Regions from separate parts of the Mus musculus genome. Here all the other regions are linked to region 1. The links are chromatin contacts, called in public HiChIP or PLAC-seq and promoter capture Hi-C maps. All regions are on one chromosome and are shown on one strand. Each heading gives the region's core, a stretch centred on a gene start, on an enhancer-like site or on the middle of the called end of the contact. The rest is flanking DNA. Distances are from core to core; before and after follow the strand shown. Region 1 holds the start of Cd40 (CD40 antigen). Region 2 holds the start of Slc35c2 (solute carrier family 35, member C2). Region 3 holds the start of Cdh22 (cadherin 22). Region 4 holds the start of Pltp (phospholipid transfer protein).

Region 1 (2,700 bases), core at 84-2,583:
GACCGTGTCCAAGGATGACTCATGAGATGAACTTCAGGCTACCGCATGCAAGCACACGTGTGTTCCCACACAGATGTACGCATATACACAAACCATGCGTGAACAGAAGAAAAAGAAGAATGTGAAAGGTCATTCTCAACTAGACCAACCTGGGATAGGTGACATTGGCTGATGGACAGGTGACATTGGCTGATGGACAGGGATGTGCTTAGGGCACTGACTGTCCCAGCTGCAGAAAGCCAGTCCTGAACCACGACACCTTCCTGGGTGGACAATTCAGAACCCATGAAGTTACCGAAGTCCCTGTCACCAACCGGAAAGAATCTACCCTGCCTGAAAGCTAGGGGAGCCTCGCCAGAGGAGAGGGGCTGAGACTCAGGTAGTCAGGGGATTCCCAGGTTCCAGAATGAGGAACTGCAGAAATACATTTAAACCAAAAGCGAATCAAGTGCCGGCTTCTAGAAATCCCCAAGATGCGCTTGATTGGGTCTGAGCCCTGCTGGTGCCTGGAGAAACCTAGTCTGGTCTCTTATCCTTTCTTGGGTTCTAAAGCTATCCCTCCTCCTCTTCCTCCCCCTCCTCCTCTTCTTCCTCCTCATCCTCTGGGTGTCTCCTGTACCACCTTAAGCTCATGAGGCAGAGGCACAAACTTGGGGATTTCTCTAGATTGGCTCAGCTATGATACGGGTATGGTGGTTAGTAAATTACCTCTTCCCTAAAAAGTACCTGGGGTCTTGTTCGCACAAGATTCCCTAGACAAAGTGGCCCCAACTGGCAAGGAGAAGATAACCACAGGTGGCAGACATCTGTCCACAATGGGAAAGTGACAGGAAACAGGCCAGACCCGCCCTTCCCCCTAGCCAGGCTTTCCTGTCTGCTAACCCTTTCCAGTCTCTGCAGTCAGCTCCGGAGCCAAGGCTTGGGTCAGACAAAGCTGTCCAGGCACCGCTGTGGAGGAATGCCCTCCCTAAGGTTCCCCTGTGGGCTTCGTGGAACAGAACCCCGACCTTCTGGAAGGAAAGAGGAGCAGCCCACCTCATTTGTGTGTGTGTGTGTGTGTGTCAAGACGCGAGAGATCTTGCCCATCCTACTAACCGCCGCTTCCAGTAGGAAGATCTCTCATCTCCAAAGTCTTGTCTCCTCTTTCCTCTTTCCATCTCTCACTCTCTAAGCCCTAACTCCCTTGGAGGTTAGAACACAAGCCACTCACCGCTGTCAACAAGCAGCCCCATAGCGCGCACAGCCGAGGCAAAGACACCATCGCAGGGCGAGATCAGAAGAGCCAAATCACAGGGCTCCTGCTGAAGCCACAAGTCACTCCAAAGTCCCTGCTAGGAGTCCCGCCCAGGAAGAGGGCGGGGTCTTCGGGCACCAATCGCGGTGGGCCTATGGCTAGTCACTGAGCAGGGATTTCCCCAGGACCTTCCCAGGAGTCTGATTGTCCCCAAGAGTTTAAGGGATGGGCACCAAGGTGGCTGGAGGAGCCAGGGTCCCAAAAGGAGCCCTTTTCTTACATTACCCGACCCACCCCCCAGTCCCCCTCCTCGCATCCAGGACCTCAAAAGCCACCTATAGCAGGGCTAAGGACTCTCCTGATTGCAAGATAGCAGAGGGGTGAAGGATTACTATAGGGACTGGGGAGCGCCACAGGGACACTATTGTTACCCCACCCCACCCACAATACCCCTGGGAATCTCTGCAGAACCGAAAGCGTCTCCAGAGAGGTCTAAGGAAGTCCCCAGTGTCACCGCAAAGTCAGAAAACGGGAAAGACCACAGCTGAAGGGCCAGGAGGCGATTCAAGGAAATGAGTTCCCTACCCAGTTTCTCTTTCTTGAGAAGGAAATTCCTACGAGTAGGGGACAGCATCTCATCCTCTTAGCCATGCGTGCCACCCACGTGTCTCCACCGACTTCTATCCCACCCCAGCTCCATCCAGAGGCTGTAGACAGGCATTTAGTGTACGGACCAGCCTTTCATAGGGTCAAAGGCCCTTTGAGAAATGATAGGAAACTAGAGACCCTCCCTATTCCTCCATTAACTTTCGGAGGGGTGGGGGTGGAGGCTGAGGGGTGTTCCAGATAAAGGATCTGAACTCTCATGTTTGTATGGCGGGCATCTTACCCTGGGTGTCATCTCTCCCAGTACCACCCACTATTCATCATTCATATTTCTCCCCCTCCACCTCCCTCTCCTCCCCTCTTCCTTCTCCTCCCCTCTTCCTCCTCCTCATACCCCCTCCCCTCTTAGAGTATATGGGTGTCGGGGAGTTGGTTGTCTCCCTCCATCCTGTGGGATCTTATATCAAACCTAGGTTGTTCGGTTGTCTTTACCCCACGCCTCCCGCACCACCACCACCATTTTTGAACCAGAGTTCACATCTGCTCTGCAGCTAGGATGGCTTGGGTTCTGGTCTGATGCATCGAGTTCACTTGAGTGGCACTCTCCTTCTCAGTTCCCTCCCAAGAACTTGAACTAGCTAGTGCTTGGGATACTGATCCTGCAAACTGAACATCCAAGCCACGCTGAGGGAGCAGGCTGCAAGAAAAAGGAAGCCGGGGAAGGCAGGCATGCTACATTAACCCCAGGCTTGGAGGCTGACTTCCATGCTGCTCAATTGCTATGAAGACACCATGACCAAAGTAACTCTTACAGAGGAAGCGTTTAACTGGGGGCCTTGCTTACAGTTTTAGAGGGTTAG
Region 2 (2,830 bases), core at 167-2,666, 230 kb before region 1:
AAAACTGTAGTGCTCTCAGTCATGAGCTGTGAGTGTAACCAGAGAGCAGCCAGGAGCTTCCTGTCAGTGATGTGTTTTCAATAAATACTCTTTCATGTAGACTGCTTCCTATCCACACCTCTTCCTCTGCACTTATTCCCTGTCCCAAGGGTGAGGAGCGGCCTGACAGCCTTCATTTCAGTGTGCCTGGGAGCATGTGGAGAGCTCCCAGCCACTCTGAGAGCATCTCCCTCTCCCCTCATCTCTCCTGCTCTTGTCATGCGCAAACTACTCACACCTGCTGGCTAAGGATGCTCACAGCTTGTGCTACAGGACAGAGCGTTTTCTGCTCAGTCGTGCTGGGTACAACGTGGAAAGGCATACTGTACACCCCCAAGAACCCATCCTCCCTTTTTCCCCTGCCAGGGACACAGCCAGGGAACAGCTCGAGTACTTGTGCCTTTCAAAGAAGACATGTTCCGCACCCCGCATGTTGCCTGCAGTTAGTGCCCAGCTTGCCAGCTGGTGCTTTAAGCTGGTGCTCCCATCAGCAGCCTTGGTAGCTGGGAGGTTTGAATGAAGGCAGTGATGAAAATAGATACTTCCCCTTGCCTCAGTCAGAAGGGGGTGAGGACAGGCGCTTTCAGAAGGCATAGAAAGTGCATGCAACGCAGGCTTTGAGGGCTGAACGAAGCCAAGACCTTGGGCTGCGATGGGCACCATTGTAGGTCTCAGGAAGCATTGAATCAACGAATGCTTTCGTGATGCCAGCTGGCAACAGCCTACAGCAGCAGTGTGCACAAAGCACAGCTTACACGCTGGCCTTGAGCCTTCTGCTAGGAGCCAGGAGCCCAGCCAAGTCATGTGCAAGGATTCCTGTTTGCAGCCAGTCCTAGTAGAGCCCGGATGAGCAGACGCCGAGAACTGGGCCAGCTCGGGTCTGCAGCCCTAGCTTGCATGGCTTAGAGGTTATCTTGCCCACATACTCTGTACCTGAAATGAGTCAAATCCAGGTGTGCTAAATTGGTGTTCTGCGGCCACTGTAACCTGCTTCCCTGGGCTCCCGGTAAGACTAGATCCTTCTTACCCCCTTCCTTTTGGGTTCCATTTCCTCTGCGATGAACTTCACGTACTCAGCCTATTGAATAATTCTCACAAATTTATAGGCATACGCAATGTCACAAAGTGTCCATTATCACTTTGCCAGGACGTTTTACTAATAAAATTTAATGGTTGTCATGTCATTTCCCTGCTGCTTGAAGTCCCTGAAGAAATAAGCCCTGTACAGAGTTATTAGTAGCTGTGATTCGTTCCTGGTGCCCGTTTAAGGGAAAGGTACAGAGGGACCGTGTTGGGAAGCTTGCTGTAGCCGCCTTAGAGATGCTCTGGCTCCGCCCACCCCACCGACTTCCGGCGGAAGTCTCGCCTCCTGAGGCACAGTGCCCACCTCGAGCTTCCGGCAGGAGGCTCCCGGCGAGAGCCTGGGCGGAGGTAAGTGGGCGTGTGGGCGGTCCCCTGCCTTCTCGCCCGGCCTCAGTTTCCCCAGCTTTCCAGTGGCTCTGGGCCCGTTCGCCTGGCATTCGCCGAGCACGTACGAGGGGCCGGGTCTTGGGGATGGGGGGAACCAGGTGGATACTGCCGAGCAGGCGCGGCAGGGACACGTGAGCAAACACAGTCGTCACGCGGTGTTAAGTGCCACGCGCAATGGGGGTCCTGGGGAAGGGGACCAGAGCAGAGAGCATCAGGTTGCCTTGCCGAGGAGGACGCCGGCTGATGTTCCGGGCACACGGCTGTACGTGGCGTTGCAGCTGGCAGGCAGGATCCAGGGAGAACTTGCGGACCCAGCCCCGGGGTCTCCGGTCTGTTGGGACCGGCAGTCTTAGTTTCTTTCCCTGATGCAACTTAAGGAAGGAAGGAAGAAAGAAAGAAAGAAAGAGCTTATTTCCCCCATAGTTCTTGGTGCTGTCCGTCGTGAGGAAGTCAGGGCAGTAAGTGCTTGAAGCAGCTGGCCACGTCGTTTCCACAGTTCTGAAGTATAGAATCTTGAGAGCCATCAGTGCCTGCTAGTGCACTCTCCCTTCTTTATGGAGGCCAGGAGTTCCTGCCCACAGCTACCTGGGTCTCCTCACATCGGTTAACCTGATCAAGAGAATCAATCCCTTCCTGGTATGCTCCGAGGCCCGTCTCCCAGGTGACCCTAGCTTCTGTCAGGTTGACCACACTAACCATTCCACCAGTCTCTGGCTCCTTGTGGACTGCAGGCAAGTGCAGGCAGTAGGTGAACGGAAACTGTGGTGTAGTGTGTGGTGGTGGGAGAGGAAGTGAAGAGAAGTGGGTGGGTCAAGGAATAACTAGAGGTGGACTTGACAAGGCAGGAGATGAGGGATGCCGAGGGAGGCAGCAATGGCTTCACTGGTGCTGACTGCCTTCTGCCAAAGAAAACAGTTGTTCGGTTGGCCGTTTCTAAGTGACTTGAGAGTCAGATGAAGACCCGAGGAATATTAAGGTAGCTCCTTGCAGCACCTTGAGGTTGAGCTGTCGGCTGGAGTTACGGGGTTGGTCGTGGTGGGCTGGGAATGAAGGCGGCAAAGAGAGGCTGGGCTGCAGCCCTCAGGCATCTGTGCTTACTGAATGAGTCAGAAAGAAGGAAGACTCCAGAGACTGTGGCAAGTTGCACCCGCTAGGTCTCTGAGGAGGAAGCTGTCAGTTTCGTGAGCAGAGCCACAGAAACCCGGGCTCTGGCGAGGTGACAGGGAAAGAGTAACTGCCTGGGTGAACAGCCTGACAGACTGAGGTAAGGGAGTGGGGCCTGACATTTGGAAACTTTGCTGTAGGTGACAGAATGACTCCT
Region 3 (2,813 bases), core at 296-2,795, 180 kb before region 1:
GTGCAGGCAAATGTGGAGGCTATCACAGCCCAGGCCCAAACAACCTATGGCCCTGTAATTAGGTCAGAGTCCTGAGGGGTCAGCACACAGCCAGGCCTGGGGCAGGGACAGAAAAGAAGGATCCACAGCTGCAAAAAGTGAGTCGGGGAGAGAGGGAGAAAGCAGAAAGTGTGGAGATGCATCTGGAAGGCCAGCCTCTGGTCTCTGAAAGCATGAAAGAGTAGAGGCTAAGAATAGAGAGGTTGGGGAGGAAAAAGACCAGGAGACTGCACAAAAGCAACGCTTGGGAGATCAATGAAGGGAATGAACCGAGAGAAGAAGGACTTAAGGGAGGGAACCGGCTGTCGAGGTGGAGAATAAATCTCAAAATAAATAAGAGTGATGGAGTTCAGCTGGAAGGACTAGAAATGCAACCACCCAGAGGAGACACCAGTCACTAGGGAGGAGTGGGAGAGTGGAAATTAGAGCTCCCGGTGGTGAGCAGGCCAGGGCGAGCTGGAGTATGGGTCCCTAGGGACCATCAGGAATCAGGGTCTCGGAGGGAGGGCGTTGTCACCTCTTTAACTCAGCGTCTGTTTTGCAGGCCAGGATGCTTGGTTAGGGGCAGATGGCAAAGACATACAGCTGCACGGTCACTTCAGTCACCTGGCTGGCACCCATGCAGCTAAGAAAAAGGAAACAGTCTAGGCAGAAAAGACATCGGGCATTGGGCTAGCTGAATTTGAGCAAGAACGGAAAATCTGGCTTTGCAAGCGTTTCTGGACAGTGGGGGGTGGGGGTGGATTTTATTAGCCTCATGCTAGAGGGCACGAAGTTTAGGCTGGACTGTCTTGTTTGCCTACTCTTTTATTCTGGCTGGAGGCACAGGACTTCCAGAGCTCGCTCCTAAAGAGGAATGACCAGCGTGGCTCTCTTCCCAGGACAACTGACCTTCCACCTGCCAGCAGACTCCCAGCCCCGGGGCAGGGGCTCTGTCCACCTCAATGTTCAGTGATTGTCTCTGAAGCCTCGGTCTGTGCAAAGGGCCTTTCTGGGCAGCCAGCCAGGGGTGGCCACTTGAGAAGCCCGCCTCTACCTTCGCTTGCACCCCCTTCTTTTGAAGCCGGGCTTTCATAGTGTGTGGGGGAAGGGGGGCTAGATGCAGCGAAGTCTGGCCAGGGGAGTGGTGGGGACAGGGTCTAGTCTGCCACGGGTGCCTCGGGGCAGCTGAACCGCCAGGCAAGGAGGGAGCCCGCTCCCCTCCTGGGGGCGCTCCCTTCGCGCGGATCTGGGCTGGGAGGAGGAGAAGGAGCACTCCCCCGGGGGCTTTCCCGCTGCCGGCGACGGGGGAGACGGAGCCTCCGGGCCCCGCAGGCGAGGGAGGGGTGCGGTCGGGGCGGGGGCCGGGCTCCCCGGCTGGCTGCGGGGTCCGGCCCGGCGGCCGCCTGCGGCTCGGCGCTGCTCGGCGCTCCTGCCCGGCGGGCGCTGCATTCTCCGAGTCTCCACCAGAGGCTGCGGGAGGAAGGAAGGGATCCGTCCCTTGCACACTTCCCCCCTAGTCAGACACGCACACTCCCTCGCTCTCTCGCTCCTCCACACACGCGCGCACTCGCCGCCGCGGCTCCCCCTCTCGCTCCCGCTCTCCCTCGGCTCCTCCGAGCGGACGCCAGAGCCGGACCTGGCTGTGATCCTGCCGCTTGCTGGCGTCCCAAGGCGCGGACCAGGGTGCAGTCCGGCCGCTCCCCAAGGTAAGAGCGCGCGGCACCCGCGGGAGGACAACCGATCGCCGCTGGGGAAGGCTGCGGGCCGGGAGGGTGCACGGGCCGGGGAGAGGCGGGCGCGGCGCGGCGCGGGCTCCGGGGCAACAGCTGAAGCGCGCCCATCCCGCGCCCCCTCCCCGGCGGGGAGACAGGGACTTTCCCACGTCCAAACTTTCCCCGGCGCGGAGCCCAGCCCGGCCACCTCCCGGCCCGGGAGTCGCGGTCCCTGTGTCCTGAGCTCCAGGATGCCCCCGAGGCCGGGGAGGAAGGGGGTGTCTGCGCCAGGGGTGTAGGGCCGGAGTGCGGGGAGGGGTGGGGAGATGGAGAATCCAGCCTCTGTACGGGCCGGGACCCCGGCATTCCCGCCGCCCACCCCGCGCCGCCCCGGCTCGGCTCGCAGCCCCTCCCGGAGGCCCGGCGATCGGCGCGGCGGGAGCGTGTGCGCCGCGCGGGTGCGTGTGCGGGTCGAGCCGCGGCGACACGCGCGGCTGCGGCCACCCCTGGGTGGGGTGAGCTGGACAGGCTATGAGGACCCTTGTGGCCCTGCCGACGTGACCCCCTGCTCCCTTCGGCCGTCGGATGGCCGGTGGAGATTGAGAGGTAGCTCTACCCTCTTCATCCGCACACGACTCCGGGGACTCTGTCCCCACCACGGAGAAGGACCGGGCTTCACAGGCTCACGTCCAAAGCACGCGCCACTCGGGACTGACCCTCCGGAGGCCGGGGTGCGGAACCGGGAGGCGTGGACCTTGCGACTGTGAGGGCGTACAGGCTGCGGGACCCTCGATAGACACTATCCCTAACCACGTCTCCCTTGGCTCGGGACCTGACTTCGCCACTTCCGCTGTGGCCTGGTCGGGTCCCTGCCCCAGCTTGGGTGCTGCTGGAGACGACCCTGTAGGGTGCAGCGGGCGGAGCGCAGAGAGAGGCTGGAGTCCCCCGAGGTCTCCCCAAGCCGCAGAGGCACCCCCTGCTGGCGGGCACAGCAGCGACGGCTGAAGCCTGCGGGGCCCGGCCGGTTGAAGGCTTGTCCGGCTCGCGCTGCTAGGAGCCCCCTGCTTTCTCTCCTACCCT
Region 4 (2,700 bases), core at 160-2,659, 200 kb after region 1:
TACATAATACATATAATATTTTATATGTATATGTATCACTAGGGATATGGCAGAGAATCTACACAGCACTTAAACCATCTATGTTTACAATAACCTTACACTAAACCTGGGGGATGTAGCTCACTTGGTAGAGTGCCTAACATGCACAGGTCCTGTATGCAGTATCCCCAGCACCAGACAGACCAGGAGTGATGCTGTACATCTGTAATCCCAGCATTCTGGCGATGGAGGCAGGAGAAGCCAAAGTTCAAGACCACCCTTAGTTGCATAGAGAATTCAGAGCCAGCCTGGGCTACATGAGAACCTTTCTCAACCCTCCCTCCCCTCCAAAACAAAAACAAAACCCCACTCCCTCCCCAAACCTTTAATATATACTATTTTAGATACGATTTAGAAGGAGAAAATCGCCTGAGCTATTTATACAATAAGTGTCCTGAGGCTGACATCCTAGGATGTAAGCGCTGGTCCCTCAGAGAGAAGGCTTCTTGAGCTACCAATCCTACCTCACACTGTTTTGGAACAATCCTTGAATTCTGCATTTACAGTCACAGAATTGTCTCAACCTCAACCTCCAGTTTCCTGCCAGAGAGCCAGCCTCACAGACTATAAGAAGGTAAAACCAGATCTAGAGTGATTAGCCATTCTGGTTCGCTTGGGACTGAGTGGATTCCCGTGGGTAGTTCTGAATCCAGGAAGGTCCTGGACAAAACAAGACTATTGGGTCAGCTGAGCTGGCTGAGTGCTGAGTGTTAAGTATATGCTCAGCAAACATCTTTATCAGTTCCCCCTTTCCATTTCGCCCGCATGGCTACAAAAAGAAAGCAAGCATCTACTGTCTGTTTTCCACTGTGATGCTCGGAACTGTGCGGGGCGGTGCACGGGGTGAGGGGGACTGTGCAAAGCAGCCACCTCCAAGTCCTCACTAAAGAATTCAGAGTTCCTCAGGAAGGCCAAACCTCCCTCTGGGATGATCGCTTTTCCAATAGGGGAAGGTCCCTGGGGCCCTAAAAGCCAATCAAGTAGGTTGGGGTCTCATAACAAAGCCAGCGGGAGACGGTTGTGAGAGAAAAGAAAGGGGAATGACCGTAGGGCATTGGCTTTCGCTGGCCTAGCGTGGAAGCCGAGTGGGAGTTCCCATAAGGAGGCACTCGGTGCTGGGTGAGGAAACTGAGGCTCCGCAGCCAAGTGAAGGAGTTTGTTTAGGAGCGTGCAGGAATTGCTGTGTGATTGGAATTCCACAGCAGTGGTTTGGCAAGCCGCTTTCTTCACTTTTCTCGCTCTTTTAGGAGCGAGTCCCCCACTTGTCCAGACAGCAGCTAGGCTTGTCACAGGCTCCGTACTGCCCTATCCACCCTCCCAACTGCCAGCGTCCCGCCCCGTCCCCTCCCAGCCCCCAAGGAGGAGGGAAGAACCGCGGCGAGGAGGGGGGTCGGAGGCCCAGACTTATAAAGGCTGCTGGACCCGCGCTACCCGCCAGACCCCGCCGCCCGGATCCCCCGCGCTGCCTGTCGCCCCACGTGACCACACTACTAAGTGAGTTGGGGCGCGTCCCCATCGCATCCCCAGACCCTCGTGAGTTGTGTGGCTCACTAAATCCAGGTGGGGAGGAGAGCGGATGAAGGAGGGCTCCGGGATGGGGCACCAGACAGAATGCGTTATAGCGGAGTCTTAGGAGCTAGGGGAGCGGAGGGACTCAGGGGATAGCGCTCAGTCGGGCCATCCCCGCGCGCGGCCTGGGAGACCTCAAGCTACTCAGCAGGAATGCGCTTGTGGTCGTCGCCATACCAACGCACAAGTCAGCACACGCCCTCCTCTGAAGGAAAAGAGAAAGTGTTGGTGGGGGATGGGGGGCTGTTCATCCTCCTGAGATCCAAACTTGTCACGAGGCAGTTGCACGGGGGAACCGAGCCCCAAATCCTTTGGAAGCAGGGCGCAAGTCTTATCGTGCTTCGGAACCTCGGTTTTGCATCAGGCAAAGACAAGATGATTGGTTCCGAGTGCCCCAAACACTTTACGGGCAGTAACGGTCCGGGCCAGCACTCCGTTCTAGTTGCATGACCAAAGAGTGGTTTTGAGCCTCTCAGATGACACCTGCGACTCGACCCCACCCTGCCCCCAGGCTTGGTCGCCATGGTCCTGCTCTGGGCCCTCTTCCTAGCGCTCCTGGCAGGTGCCCACGCCGAGCTCCCGGGCTGCAAGATCCGCGTCACCTCCGCGGCTCTGGATCTGGGTAAGGCGCGCGGCGGGAGCCGTGGACCGGGTGGGGTGCTCTGGCCCCGGGCGCGGGACCTGAGTGTCTCCATGCTATCTCAGTGAAGCAGGAAGGCCTGCGCTTTCTGGAACAAGAGCTGGAGACCATCACCATCCCAGACGTGTACGGCGCAAAGGGCCACTTTTACTACAATATCTCGGAGTAAGTAAGGCTCGGGGGGCCGGGGTCTCAAAGGTGGTGGGATGACCTGGGACACCGCCCCAGACTGGGCGGGTCTGGGCGTGGCCAATTAAATGAGGTGGGATCCATAATAACGAGTAAGGCTACTAGGTAAAAAGACTGGAGGTAGGCGGGTCCAAGAAAGGGGAATACGAACCAGCAGAATTGTAGCTTGGACCAAAGAACACCGCGATGATACACTGGAAGAATTTACCTGTGGGTGAGAGTGGAGTCTATCCAGAGGGTGGCGCCAAAAAGAGGGAAGCCCA

Evidence for each region. HiChIP or PLAC-seq counts read pairs in DNA pulled down with a chosen protein or histone mark. Capture Hi-C pulls out chosen DNA fragments and counts their contacts.
Region 2: a promoter capture Hi-C map of adipose tissue shows a contact between it and region 1. The contact joins the promoter of Slc35c2 here to the promoter of Cd40 in region 1. A contact is called at or near these places in 5 of 39 promoter capture datasets (cranial neural crest, embryonic stem cells, macrophages and 2 more), 9 of 484 Hi-C or Micro-C datasets (the AML12 cell line, B cells, the G1E-ER4 cell line and 5 more), 13 of 115 datasets of contacts at active chromatin or transcription factors (the 230-238 cell line, bone marrow-derived macrophages, craniofacial prominence and 8 more) and 4 of 9 other capture datasets (adipose tissue, liver, macrophages and 1 more).
Region 3: an H3K4me3 HiChIP or PLAC-seq map of neural tube shows a contact between it and region 1, with 2.8 times the contacts expected there. The contact joins the promoter of Cdh22 here to the promoter of Cd40 in region 1. A contact is called at or near these places in 3 of 39 promoter capture datasets (embryonic stem cells and neural stem cells), 3 of 484 Hi-C or Micro-C datasets (adipose-derived mesenchymal stem cells, dorsal root ganglion neurons and extraembryonic ectoderm), 10 of 115 datasets of contacts at active chromatin or transcription factors (craniofacial prominence, embryonic basal ganglia, embryonic forebrain and 6 more) and 3 of 9 other capture datasets (adipose tissue, liver and pancreatic islet).
Region 4: an H3K4me3 HiChIP or PLAC-seq map of bone marrow-derived macrophages shows a contact between it and region 1, with 3 times the contacts expected there. The contact joins the promoter of Pltp here to the promoter of Cd40 in region 1. A contact is called at or near these places in 1 of 484 Hi-C or Micro-C datasets (B cells), 1 of 115 datasets of contacts at active chromatin or transcription factors (bone marrow-derived macrophages) and 2 of 9 other capture datasets (adipose tissue and pancreatic islet).

The regions. Positions count from the first base shown.
Region 1 is chr2:165,054,269-165,056,968 of GRCm38.p6, reverse strand. Cd40 (CD40 antigen) reads right to left here and starts at 1,333. Exons shown (of 9, transcript NM_011611.2): 1 at 1,211-1,333. The coding sequence starts at 1,261.
Region 2 is chr2:165,286,424-165,289,253 of GRCm38.p6, reverse strand. It overlaps Slc35c2 (solute carrier family 35, member C2), which reads left to right and starts at 1,416. Exons shown (of 10, transcript NM_144893.2): 1 at 1,416-1,470. Elmo2 (engulfment and cell motility 2) reads left to right here. Exons shown (of 21, transcript NM_080287.2): 21 at 1-1,223.
Region 3 is chr2:165,233,469-165,236,281 of GRCm38.p6, reverse strand. Cdh22 (cadherin 22) reads left to right here and starts at 1,545. Exons shown (of 12, transcript NM_174988.3): 1 at 1,545-1,727.
Region 4 is chr2:164,856,417-164,859,116 of GRCm38.p6, reverse strand. Pltp (phospholipid transfer protein) reads left to right here and starts at 1,409. Exons shown (of 16, transcript NM_011125.2): 1 at 1,409-1,533; 2 at 2,120-2,230; 3 at 2,314-2,413. The coding sequence starts at 2,131.